Linked DNA regions of Mus musculus: regions 1 and 2 are each linked to region 3. The links are chromatin contacts, called in public HiChIP or PLAC-seq and promoter capture Hi-C maps. All regions are on one chromosome and are shown on one strand. The core of a region is the stretch at or near the end of the contact, and the rest is flanking DNA. Distances in the headings are between cores, read along the strand shown. Region 1 holds the start of Abca3 (ATP-binding cassette, sub-family A (ABC1), member 3). Region 2 overlaps Abca17 (ATP-binding cassette, sub-family A (ABC1), member 17). Region 3 holds the start of Kctd5 (potassium channel tetramerisation domain containing 5).

Region 1 (4,510 bases), core at 1,195-3,694, 280 kb after region 3:
GAGAAGAGAGAGATGCAAATGTCACGTGTCCAATTTACATCTATAGATAAATCTATATATTTACATAAACAGGTACAAAATTATAGAGAGAGTATTTACTGAACAAATGGCATGGGAAGAGGATGGCAGTTATAAAAAAAGTGGCCTTTTGTTTTAAAATTTGAAGAATATATTTATATAATACTTGCTAAATTTTAAATTTGTGAATATACTAATCATCTATATGAAACACCTCTAAAACTTCTAGATGATTAAAAGCTATGCAAACTACACTTGAAGCAAGATAGAGATTCACACAAAGACCACTATGGCAGTGTTGCTACAGTTTCTGTGCTGCCTGGATATTTAATAGAACAAGCCTACATAACTCACTGTCATAGTCAATGATGTACACACATTTCCGTGTGATTGTGTTTACATTAGTTTCAAATAACAATATATTCAGTTCTAACAATACATTGTTGAGGACTTTGAATTTGGTGTTAGATGGCTGTTTCAATACTTCCTTTACCAGTTTCATCTGTACTCCTCAATACACAATAAAATGAGACTTTGACACCAGACACCTACTTTGTGAGATTCTGAGGAACACGCATCACGAATACTCTCAACCTCGCCTTTGCCTAAGGGAATTCTAAGTCACCCAGCTCTGTTCCTAGATTTAGTTCTGCAGAACTAGGCTTAGGTTTGGAAAGGACTAAAGAATTTAAGTTGAAAATGGCAAGTACTGTTTTGAAAGAAAAGCGATTAAGTTTAACGTCCAGTTCCAGTCAGCCAGATTCATACACCTCCTATCATGAAATAGAGAATGGGAGAGACATTTTGGGTTGGAAGGATGATGGAGAGAAAGTCTTTGGGGACAAAGTCTTTTGGAGATGTTTACAGCACACCAATAATCCAAATCCCCACCTTGCTTTAATTGTCCCCCCATCTCCCCCAACACACACCGCTACATGCTTGTTACAACAGGCACATACTGCCATTTAAGTGCCAGGCATGATGATAATCCCTTAAGCATGCACTTTTCTCATTTCACTTTGGAAAAAAAGTGGTGGTTGTGGGGGAACCGCAACCTTTGAATACGCTATTACTACCATTTCAATTTTAGGAATGAGAAATTAAGATTCTGGAAAATACAATGACTTGAATACACTAGTGAAGGACTCAAGACCTGAAGCCAGGTCTTTGAGACTCCCTTTATTCGGCAAACTTGACTAGAGCATTTCTGGACAAGGTGTTCTAGGACCCCAGGGAACTGACCATGTACCAGGCAAGGGCTCTTTTCTTAGGGAGTCCATCTTCTGGTTAGCCATACAGGACCCTAGAGAGCGAGAGGTTATGACCACAGTGTAACTGGCATTGATTCGGAAGTCACGATCCCAGGGTTACCTTAAGGCTAGGCAGGTCTGGTCCGCAGCCCGGAATCCGGGGAGGGCTGCGCCTCACTCACCGCAGGCACCCTGTCCGTGGCCACGGGCACTGAAGGACCCGCTGGATCGCCCTCGACGACTGTTGGCCCCGCGACACGGCCACGCCCACGCTCAACCCCGCTTCTCCCGGGCCAGCCGCGCGGATGCCCAAGCTGCAGCAACCTGTGATTCCAATGCCATTCCCTCCTGCCTGGGCCGAGGGCACACAGATGTTCGCATCCTACTGTCTGAAGGAACCACAACCCCCTCCCACCTCCATGCCTGTCTACTGCCTGAAGAAATCCTAACGCCCCAATCTCCTGTCCGAGGAAACTCTACCGCCCAAGAGACCCCGACGCCCTGCCTTCTGCCTGAGGAGACCCAGATCCCTGAGAACCCCCTCCCACCCTGACTGTATTCTCCTAGTGGTGCTGCTGGGCTGGACCGTGACTTTCCCTTTCCTAGCTGTGGGCTGTCGCCTCTGAAAGGTTCCTAGACCTAACCTCACTAGGGCTTGGGTTCCTCCTGCTGAGAGCAGAAAGTAGCACTTTCTCTTGGTGACAAGAGTGAGATGGGGAGAGAGCCCTGAAGAGAAAGAGGAACTTGAATCCCGCTGCGAAAGTGAGATTCTTGATGTTACAGCCTCAACTGCTTTGAAACACATTTGTCCAGAGATGAGCTTCAGGCCAGCGACCCCGGGGCTCAGAGCCCCAAACTAACGCCTACTGTTTGCTGGACGCGAGCAAGGGCGTGCTGCACGATCAGTGGCGGATGCGGAGAAAACCCGCAGGGGCAACCCATCACGCACGCTCACCCCACCCTACAAGCGCTTGCCCACTGGAGGTGAGACCTGCGTGGAGTACTGCGCAGACGCACGATCCGGAATGTTGAACTGGGAGGGGTGCACGCGCTACGCAGAGCGCCCTCTGTCGGAGCTGGGCAACATGTGCCAGGCACTGCGCAGACGCTGAATCCAGAGCTTAGGCGAGGCTGAGCCGGCCGGGGGCAAACCCGGGGCACCTGCAGGGGCGGCCCAGTGCGCACGCGCGCTCCGACGCGCCCCCCCACCCCCTCCAGGAGCCGGAGCTTCCTGGTGCGTTCTTCCACCCGCGCCTGTCGCAGGCGCCTCCTCTCTGCCCCGCCGCCTCAGTTGTCAGCTTCGGCCGCAACCGCCCCAGCAAGGCTGGAGCAGGACCGGGAGTCTAAGGGAGGGAACCTGGCGAGAGAGCTGCGCAGACCGCCGCCACCCTGGCGCTGAGGGTCGGTGAGTGTCACTAGGACTTGTCACTCGCGCGCTAGCTCGGGGCTCTGAGATTTCCCGTCCTTGCCCGGGTCTCCACTCTGCCAGCGGGCAGCGCCCCAACCTGGGGCCTCCGAGCCCCTGCCTATCGCCGGGACCTGCGGGCTCGCGGACTGACCCTTCGTATTGCTGCAGGTGTAGCTGTCTTGGCGTCCTCATGCTGGGTGTGTCCCCGCTATAGCGGGGTCGCGGGGCTCGCAGGAACCCGCACAGACCGCTGGGTCGTTACGGGGTCTATTGTGCGGGCCTGGCAGGTGGACAGACAGCCGCCGCCCTCAGGCGCTTTGCGGGCTGCGACACAGCAGGCCGGCGGAATGCTCCAGGCTCAACCGGCCAGTGCTGGTCCTGGATGGAATTCCTCCCAGTTCTTCAAGCTTCAGCATCTTCGTTTTCATGAACTTTAACGTAGGGTTCAAGGGATGCTTTGATAGGGGTTGAAGTTGGCGAAGCCCTCAATGTGCAATACAGAACTCGGAAGGGGGAACCACAGCAACTACAGCAACTGTGCTCTGGTCAAGTGTCTCGGTGTTTGGTGTTGGTGCTCAGAATGACCGACCCCGAACTTCGACTAGTTCCTGGGGGTCAGGGCTCCAGCCTGGGGGTCAGGTCCCTGGTACTGCACGCTTGAGCTTTCCCTGTGTGTGGCCCATTTGGGCTTTGTCTTAAAAGGTATTTCTGTCTGTCCCTTTGCCTCCAGGCCTGAACGGTTCTTGTATCATAAATAGGGACTTGGTGTTTGTAACGTGAGGAGCACTCAGGAAATGCTCTCCCAATGAGTGACTGGGGCTTTGTAGTAACAATGTGGAGACCCAGGCAAGGCTTAAGGAACTGAATTCTGCCCCTGTCTCCTAAGCAGCCTTATTTCATCCAGAGAGTTTTGTTTGGTGTTGCCATTTGTAAGCTTGAAAAGACTGAAACCATTTTAGAAAGCTTGCCTCGTGGGAAGTAAGAGACAGGGTGGGGAGAGGAAAAGTTGATTTTTAAAAAAATGAGTGTCATGGGAATCCCCCTCACCCACATTGGTTTGAATTGAGCCCTTGCAAACAGATAATATCTTCCTCTAGGGCAGGCGGCATTCCACCATTCTGACAGAACAGCCTTTCAGAGCATGACCAGGTAGCTGGAGTTCTTCTTAACAAGCCACTAACTTTCCCTGTTACATTGACCAGGCTGTCACATAGAAACTATTTTGACTTGGTCTTAACTGGGAAGGCCTTAGTTTGGCCTTTATGGGCTTTATGGTTTCTCCTTCAGCCCTGCTTCTGGCAATTGGCAGGGGGTTCCTTTGATACACTGAGTCTGCCTAGAGCCACATTCTAGAACTCTCAGGTACGTTCATCAGTCTTCTAATGCGCAAGGCTCCAGGCATGATTCTGAGTCACTAGATGATCCCTGCCCGTAGAGATCTTCAAATGGCACTAATTTACTCACAAGAAAGTGGCTTCAATCAGAAGCAGGCCTGGCCAAATGGGTCAGTGAATTAAGGTGTCTAACAATCAAACCCGACAGGTTGAGTTAGATCCCAGTGACTCACGAGATAACAGAGGGCCAGCTCCAGCAAGTCGCCCTTGACCTCCACACAGACACCATGGTACATGCATGCCCCCCACCACAGCACAGAGAAATAAATACCGTGTTTGGTTTTTATTAAAGAATGGGCTAAGTGGTACAGGACACATCCAGAATAGATGCCACCCGTGTCTAAAGGAGTAGGAGAGCTGAACTGAGAATGCAAGATAGAGTTGTTCCAGAGAAATGTTCATGTGCCCAGCCAGAGCCTACAGTCTTCATGGGTAGGCCT
Region 2 (4,256 bases), core at 374-2,873, 260 kb after region 3:
CTCCTCCCACCTGCCCAGGCCTTGGTCCTATTCAGGACATTTCAACAGCGGCCTCCCCAGAGCCCTGCACTTGAGGACAGAGTTACCTTCTGTTTCCTCTCCTTCTCCGACAAAACGGAATTGGTGATTATGAGCTCAACACAGATGAAGCTGAGCATGAGGAGCAGAGGGAACTCATTCTGAAGGATCACTAAGAATGGGTCCTGGATATGGGGCCCAAATGGGAATCTCTGCACCAAGACGTGGAGATCCTTGAACATGTTAAGTGCTGCTTTGGGGGCATGGTGCCGCATAATCGCTTTGTCTACGGCATGCTGTATGGCCAGGAAGCCTTCTTTGTTGTAGCCTACAAGAAAACAGAGTGTCAGGTGTAAGAAAGTAAAGATTGAAGACTGAAAAGACTGAAAATTCAGGTGGCTCCTGGCTAGTCGTTAAGACAGAAGCCAGAAGATGTCCCCAGAGACCTCATCAAACAGCATGGAGGACAGAGAGGGGCCACTCTGGAGGGCTGGGGAATGAAGCAATGATCAGAAAACAAATTCTGGCAGAAAAGACAAGGCATGTTCTATACAAGGATCTTCCAAGGTAGAGAACACCTTGTCCCTTCGCACTCTGGCTCTGTGGACAGAGCATCCACTCTACAGTATTTATTATCCAGTACATACAGGATGGTTAAACTCAATGCATTTGAAAGACACAGACTTCCTGATTGTGCTGACTGCTGCATAAAGAAAGGATTACATTCTTGTATTTTGCTGGCAAGCTACAAGCACTGTCCTTATCATAAGCAGCCCTCTTTTCAACAGTGTAGTGGTGTTCCAGCTTTCGATAAAAAAGATTGCACAGCAAGGATCCCTGGAATGATATCTGCTCTAGTTCCAAGCAAGGGCAAGCAGCCTTCAGGTAGGGGGATGTTATCCCTGTAGTAGAGATGACCACTATGTCCCATTGTCTAGATATGGGCAAACCTCCAGATCTGTCAAACTGAGAAAGGGAAGGACAAACTGATGGTTATTAATAACTTGGACAGCATCTTGGCTAATGCTACATACTCTTGTTTGTTTTGCAGGAGTGTTTCAGTAAACAATTACAGGATATTTTGTGGAATCAGGGTAGGAACTTGAGTACCGAGACTTGGGTTCCAGTTTGGCCTGCAGGCCAAAGGCTTCAAGACAATTGTGCAGTCATCCTATAGGGAGGTGTTGACAATACCTCAATTTTGGAAGAATAGTTAGTTGTTTAACTGGTGTCCATGTTTAACCTCTCACAAATAGGGCATCCAAGAAACCTAAAATGAACTGGAGAGCTTGCATCCTTCCTGTGAGAATTGGCTCCTGGGCCCTCACTCAGGAATCGTTTGCTCTGTGTGAAGGAAAGAGCCTTTCAGTGGTGTGCTGTGACTTCTCCACAAGTCTAGAGGTGTCAGAGAGGGAGCTGGGGGCTGTCATGGAGTGGCCAGGTCCAGGAAACTGGGAGCCAGGTGGGGACATCTACACTGTTAAATACAGTTATGTTCCTTTCCACAGCAGACAAGATGGCAGAAAGCAGTCACTAAGGAAGACTCCTTTACTCACGCTGGAAAGTTTCAGAAAGCCAGCAGAGCTTCCTGCAGAGAATGCTGAGTCACAAGCCAGCTTCAGAGTCCTGTAGGACATAGGAGCTTCTAGGAATGCCTTACCTCCTGAGTTTAAGGCTACCTGCTTATCCTTAGCAAAATAGGGAGGGGACGTGCCCTTTCTCAGGAAATGAGAAAGATGTTCCCAGAGACCTCATCAAACACCATAGAGGATAGAGAGGGGCCTCTGGAGGGCCGGGGAATGGAGCAATGATCAGAAAACAAATTCTGTTGGGGGATTTTGGGGTGTTTGTTTGTTTGTTTGTTTGTTTTCATTTTTCTAGGCAGGGTTTCTCTGGGTAGCCCTGACTGTCCTGGAACTTACTTTGTAGACCAGGCTGGCCTTGAACTCAGAAATCTGCCTGCCTCTGCCTCCCAAGTGCTGGGATTAAAGGCATGCGCCACCACTACCCAGCAGAAAACAAATTTTGGCAGAAAACAAATTTTGGCAGAAAACAAATTTTGGCAGAAAAGACAAGGCATGTTCTATACAAGGATCTTCCAAGGTAGAGAGCACCTTGTCCCTTCACACTCTGGCTCTGTGGTATTTATTATCGAGTACATACAGGATGTTTCCTGAGAAAGGGCACTTCCCCTCCGTATTTGGCTAAGGATAAGCAGGTAGCCTTAAACTCAGGTGAGGCATCTCTAGAAGTCCTATGTGTATTCCCTCCTCCAGAAAGGGAAACGAAGGAGTGGGGATTGGCACAGCCAGCTAGGACCATGAGATCTCAAGGAAGAAGCTGCCGCTATTCCCTCCACCCACCCACCCCAGTTGCGGGTGGGCAAGGTGGATGGAATTAGAACTTAAGAGAGACCTAAAGATTCAGAAAGAGCAAGTAAGATCAAATGAAGCCTTAACTAACACAGGGGTCAAGCAGGGTCATGCAGGGGCCATGTGTTCAGAACTCCCATTCCCCACTGCTGCCACTGTCCCCATGTGTGTGGAAGATAGAGGCCAACTTTTAGTGTTGTCCCTGAAGAGCACTAAACCTTGTTTTTGAGACAGGGTCTCTTGCTGGGACTGGGGGTAGATGATTAGGCTAGGCTGACCAGGGAGCCCCAGGAATCAGCTGGCCTCTGCCTCCCATTGCTGAGATTATAAACGTGGCATCACACCCAGCTTTTCACAGGAGCCCTGGGGACTCAGCTCAGGTTTTCAGCTTGTGGAGCGGCACTACACCAGCTGGACCATCTCCCTAGCCCCAGGTTCAGGAATTCTGGAGGCAGAGCCTGGAGATATCCCCCAAAGCAGGAGTGGAATATTTAAAGTGACTCAGGCAGGCAGAGAGGGAGGTCTGCAGCAGTGCGTATAGCCGATGTTCCTCCATCATCAAATTTAAGGGAAAGTAGAAATTACAAGAAGTAATTTATTGGGTATTTACTGGGTAGTGAATGAGGCATGTTTAAACAAGATAAATGTGTTAAGGCCTAGAGAGAATGTTAAAGCCTAGGTAACTGCTACCTGGCTAACCTGCCATTTATTTTGTGCTGTTACTAATATTATAAGGAAACCTTCTCATATGTTTTTTTTTTCTGCTGTTTAATGCTCAAGTTGACTGCATATTCTGTTATGTTCTGTGCTTTGGGAAACCAATCACAACAGAAGTCAGTAGACCTGCTTTGTACAGTTAGCCATAATAAGCTTGGACCGGAACCACAGAGCAGCCCTTCCTGTACCTGTATGAGCTTTTATGGTGCTTGCTTTTAAAAGCTGCCGCTGGGATGGACCCCAAGATAAGAGAGACACCTGCACCTATTTGGAATAAGACTTCCATTTTGCACAGGGGTCAAGTAAAGTTTAAGTTCCCAAGACCTCCCTGGGAACTGATATCCTACTTGGCAGAAAGAGTCATTGTATGAGGGTATAATGGTCTGTATATGCTCGGCCCAGGGAGTGGCACTAATAGAAGGTGTGGTCCTGTTGGAGTAGGTGTGTCACTGTGGGTGTGGGCTTTAAAACCTTCATCCTAACTGCCTGGAAGACAGTATTCTGCTAGCAGCCTCCAGATGAAGATATAGAACTCTCAGATCTTCCTGCACCATGCCTGCCTAGATGCTGCCATGTTCCCCCCTTGATGATAATGGACTGAACCTCTGAACCTGTAAGCCAGCCCCAATTAAATGTTGTTCTTATAAGAGTTGCCTTGGTCATGGTGTCTGTTCACAGCAGTAAAACCCTAAGACAGTGGGTAACTGACACCCTGGTTGGTAAATTAAGACATGAATGTTAGAAAATGCAAATCCAGCCGGGTGTGGTGGCGCACGTCTTTAATCCCAGCACTCGGGAGGCAGAGGCAGGCGGATTTCTGAGTTCGAGGGCCAGCCTGGTCTACAAAGGGAGTTCCAGGACAGCCAGGGCTACACATAGAAACCCTGTCTCGAAAAAACAGGAAAAAAAAAGAAAGAAAGAAAATGCAAATCCCCTGTCAGGGTTAAATACCCTAACCAATAGGAGCAGGATAAATGTACGACAGACATGTTCCTAAGAAAATTCTCCATCCCTAAATCCTGATTGGTGGAATAACTTGGTACAGATGTTTATAGATTTTAAGTTTACTGCTCTATAGGATTATAGCTGGACATCCCAGTGCAGCTCCCGAGTCTGGACTATGGCCCTGCTTGATTACTCCTGAGCATA
Region 3 (4,408 bases), core at 648-3,147:
CGTCATGCCTCTGCCTCCCAAAGTGCTTGAACTCAGAGTTTAACTTTTAAGAGTCAGTTTTTTCCTTCCACCTTGTGGATCCTAGAGACTCAAGTTTTCAGGTTTGGTTGGCAGCAGGTGCCATCTCATCAGCACAATAAAGATAATTTATAAAGTAATCTTAAAAGATAGTAAAATGAAGAGATATATTTGACTTTAACTATGCTGAAGTCAAACAGCCCTATATACCTTGTTCCAGTGCTAAGTAAGCAAAAAGACACCAGAAGCCAAGGGCCAAGGCTGACTTAAAATCTGACTTAATACACAAGACAGGGATGCTTGGGTAGAAAAACAAGAATGACTATAAATGCCTACTGTTTGAAAAACCAATCGTAAAGTACACACCCTCACTATAAAAAGGAAACAGCACTGACAAAAGCCTATTTCTATCTGTCAGACTTCTGCCATTTTCTAGAAGGCAATCCTCTAAGAGTGAAGAGATTTGGTCAACTCAGTAATGGTAACAGCTGGGAGGAAGGATATGAAGAACTACCATAGTAGTATCTCAAACTCTAACTTCTTGATTATTTTGCAGTAACTCAAGAGTTCATTTCCTGGTCATAATGCCAGGCCTCCCTCACTGAGAAGGTGCTCTGTTAGGCCGTTTAAAGTGCAATGGGCTCGATCTTTCTGGAAAACCTCCTGAGTAGTCACTTTCAGGCTGGCAAGGCACAAAATCAAGCACCATCATGTAGGCTGAACCAGAAAACTCAGTTAGTACAAGGCTAATAAACTGCCTAGGGGGAAAGGGGAGTGAACGATTTGTTCCTAAGTTTCAATCCTGCACAATACTAATTTTTCAGTATGCAGTACGACACACAACTTTTGTAATGATAATAATTGAAATACTTTCTATTACCACAGGTATTAACAGTATTAGCGTTTAATTAAATTAAAGATAGACAAACCACAAACTAAGCTGGAAATCCCTACCCTTTTCAAAGGCGGTGGGGAAATGAAGTCTGAAAAGGAGATGGAAAAAGATTCTCTACCTGGTCTCTTTCACAACCCTAAGATTTTTTGACACCTGGCCCCGAACATGAATTCAATACAAATAATTCATTTATTAGAATTAAACTGACACCTTTGAACATTTCTACTCAGGTGGTACCTTCTAAGAGATGCCGTGCCTGTCCTTATGAATGAGAAGGATAAAGCACAAACTCTGCAAATCACTGGAAAAAGGGTAGTCACTGTGTCAACCCCCATGGCCTACGTTAATTTAGACGTCTGGAATGTGAAAAGACCAGATGAATGCAAAGGGTTCTCAGGTTCCAAAGCCAGCAAATAGTTGGGCGGTGGTGGTCACACACCCTGGGCAAAAGAATCTGGGGAGAAGAAAGTAGGGCCACAGCAAAGCTTGGGTCCTTCTCGACCGAAGAGCATGAAAGAAGAAAGAGGCACTGTTAAACCAAAGGGCCGAGGCAGGTGGGTACCAGAGTGCCATCCTCCCTCCGGCCCGCTCCGCCGGGCGCCCTCATTGTGAAGAGGTGTGTGTCGCGAGTGGCGACTAGGGCGGCCAGACCCCTGCTGACCCGCGAGGCCCTCACCTTGTCCGAATCTAGGTCGGGGTCCGCCTGGCACAAGCGGTACAGGAAAGACTTCGGGTCCCGGCACAGCGTCTGCCGGGTGGTGAGGAAGTAGGTGCCGCCGACGTTGAGCCGGACCCACTTGGACACGCCACCGGGGCGCTGAGCCAGGGCGCCCATCCCAGCGCTGCAGCGGCGGCACAGGCCGCCCCCCAGCCCCGCCCCGAGGCCGCTCGGAGCCGGCGGCAGCAGCTCGCAGTGATTCTCCGCCATGATCCTAACAAGCCCCGCCACAGCGGCCCTTCGCCGGAAGCGTCCGTTCTTTAATACAGCCCCCCTGAGTTGTCCCGCCCATAGGTACGCCCCAATAAAGTGCCCGCCCAGGGCTCATGTGCAAGGCGGAAGTTCCGGCTCGAAAAGCAGGCCGGAGATTACCACTTCCGGCCGGAGCAAGTCTCGGGTTCTCACGAGCATCCTCGGCTCAAGCTCCGCCCCTACTCAAAGAGGCTCCATGGCAAACAAAGTGTACACTCTACATGCTTTTATTACAAGACTACCGAGCATACGAGGGAAATCCATCATCCGGTAATTACATCTAAAGCACAGATATTTGAAAAAAACAAAAAAAAGAAAAGTTGTTTCATTAAATTATATGATTAAACCATGACCAAATAGAAAATTTATATAATAAAGCCAGGAAAAAAGTTGTAAAATATAGTTTACAATAATTATTCACACTCAAGGCTGTACATCAATACATACAACAACGTGGCCCCAAACATGAATTCAATCCAAATAATTCATATATTAGAATTTAAATAACACAGACTGAACTAGAGGCCGACAATAGCCAGCAAATAACCTTATATAAGAATAAAAATACAAAAGTGTATATCCCAGTATCATTGCATTATCTGTTTTCATAAGTATTTTTAATTTTTCCTTTGCCTGTACATCACAGTTACAGCTACAGAACAGGTAGAGAATATTACACATGTTCTAACTGACTGCCACCAACCTGAATGACAGCAATTCATCCTACTGTACGTGGCTAATGGACCAGCCGCAGCAGCTCTAAATACTGTAACAGTTTTTAATTTGCACATGTCCAATCACACTATGGTCGTGGCTTTAACCTGCACAATGACCTACTTGTAGTCATTAACCCAGATGATTAAACTAGGGTGGACTACATGGGGAGGGAAAATTTTGCTATTTGTAAAAACTTTTGTTCAGTTTGGATTCTTCATATGGAAGAAATGAGTTACAGGGAATTTTCAGGTATTCATATTGGTTAATTCATTTGCTTACTGCTGCAAAAGTGCTTTTGACAGAAACAGCTTCCCTCACATTGCAGGCCATTTTTCCACATTCTGACTTATAACCCTGAAGTGTTAGGCCAGAAGCTAGGTATCTTCAGAGGTTCTGAGAGTGGTTCCAGCCCTGTTCAATGTCAGGGCCCTTGTCTTACCTTCTACCCACGAGGTGCTACACCCACTGGCATCAGCACCAGTTTATGTTGGGTTTTGCATTAAAACAAATAGAAACGTGTATAGGAGTATCTTCACCATATTCAGAGTTGCTGTGGCCTCCCAAGTCTCAGATGAACACCCCAGGTCTATAGAACAATGGGGAGAAGCCTTGAGGCAGAGGAGGGCAGGAAACTGATTTCTACACATCTCCAGCCCTAAGCTCTGACAGTCAAGTAACACAGAAAATCTCTGCTGCATGTTTCCAAATTGAACCAGCAGGCCCCACCCAACACAGATAAAGCTACTATCTGATTTGGGTGGGCACTACAGTTCCGTGCAGCACTGCAGCGCACAAGAAGGTTTACATAAGCATCAGTGGGGATACCCATCCTTGGCAATGACAAAGCCTAGCCACTGTGCTGTCCTGAACCAAGACCTGAGGTGTGGAGCAAGAACACTCACAGCTGTACTTTTAGTAAAACTCAATCATCTGTGTGGTTTCTTTTCCAAGAAGAGCTTTGCTATTCTGCTTTGCTACTGATTCCCAAATGGCCCAAATGCATTTCTGAGTCTATAAACTTAATTATGAATTATCCATTAGGCATGTAGCAAGGTCAGTTCAACACTTTATCTCTGCTGACTGTGTAGAAGCAGATTCAGTACCATCGTGGACACAAAGTACAAGATTCTGAAAACATCACCAAGCACTTGGAAGCCTTAGAGCAAAGATGGAAAAGAAGTAACATGCAGGAGCAGATTCTTGCAATGCAAATGAAAAGACTGGCTTTTGGAAAAAAAATCTGTCACAAAGGAATCTGCAGTAATGACATTTTTAGCATTAAAAACAAAAGCAGCCATAGTCAAACTTTCTTGAGAACACACAACTTAGCAAGAACTGATGTGTTCAAAGTCCGTAGGACACAAGGAAGGTAGGTTTGTAACTGGAACTCAGAGGGTCTAAACATCAGACCGAGGAGGAGGAAAAAATACCCAAAATACCACTTCAGGTGTGTGAGGAAGGGGCAAAATCAGAATAAAAAATCAAAGACTTAGAAGTATATTCACCACAGCATTATTTAAATAGCAAAAACAAAAACAAAACACAAAGGAAACCAAAAACCATCTGAATGTTTTACAACAGGGAAACAACTGCATAACTTATAAATTTACAACCACTTGACTCCACAATTATCAAAAACATGCTTTTGAAGAACTACTCACGGCCACGGCATGGAGAAATGCTTAAGAGAAAACAAGTCAAGTGAAAAAGCTGGATGTAAAATGATGAATGTTGTATGTGTTCCCAGTTTGGTTTAGAAAGCAAACAAGGACTAAGGATGCACATCAGTGGTAGAGCACTCGCTTAGC

Evidence for each region. Promoter capture Hi-C pulls out the DNA fragments that hold promoters and counts their contacts. HiChIP or PLAC-seq counts read pairs in DNA pulled down with a chosen protein or histone mark.
Region 1: a FOXA1 HiChIP or PLAC-seq map of pancreatic cancer cells shows a contact between it and region 3. The contact joins the promoter of Abca3 here to the promoter of Kctd5 in region 3. A contact is called at or near these places in 17 of 39 promoter capture datasets (the 3T3-L1 cell line, the C10 cell line, the HPC-7 cell line and 13 more), 4 of 484 Hi-C or Micro-C datasets (CD4 T cells, embryonic stem cells and forebrain) and 3 of 115 datasets of contacts at active chromatin or transcription factors (effector CD8 T cells, memory CD8 T cells and pancreatic cancer cells).
Region 2: a contact with region 3 is called in a promoter capture Hi-C map of the HPC-7 cell line. The contact joins the enhancer-like site here to the promoter of Kctd5 in region 3. A contact is called at or near these places in 5 of 39 promoter capture datasets (the C10 cell line, the HPC-7 cell line, cranial neural crest and 2 more) and 2 of 9 other capture datasets (adipose tissue and liver).

Annotation. Positions count from the first base shown.
Region 1 is chr17:24,349,579-24,354,088 of GRCm38.p6, forward strand. Abca3 (ATP-binding cassette, sub-family A (ABC1), member 3) reads left to right here and starts at 2,445. Exons shown (of 33, transcript NM_013855.3): 1 at 2,445-2,673. Abca17 (ATP-binding cassette, sub-family A (ABC1), member 17) reads right to left here and starts at 1,481. Exons shown (of 31, transcript NM_001031621.3): 1 at 1,390-1,481.
Region 2 is chr17:24,328,443-24,332,698 of GRCm38.p6, forward strand. It overlaps Abca17 (ATP-binding cassette, sub-family A (ABC1), member 17), which reads right to left. Exons shown (of 31, transcript NM_001031621.3): 6 at 87-346. Among named protein-coding and RNA genes, the nearest start is that of Abca17, 20 kb to the right of the region's middle. Within about 2 kb of position 1,624, at least 2 of the 459 cell types and tissues checked have an H3K27ac peak or open chromatin away from gene starts, as enhancers often do. A contact at or near this core is called in the HPC-7 cell line, where this site is marked.
Region 3 is chr17:24,071,588-24,075,995 of GRCm38.p6, forward strand. It overlaps Kctd5 (potassium channel tetramerisation domain containing 5), which reads right to left and starts at 1,898. Exons shown (of 6, transcript NM_027008.2): 1 at 1,590-1,898. The coding sequence starts at 1,841. Pdpk1 (3-phosphoinositide dependent protein kinase 1) reads right to left here. Exons shown (of 14, transcript NM_011062.4): 14 at 2,093-4,408.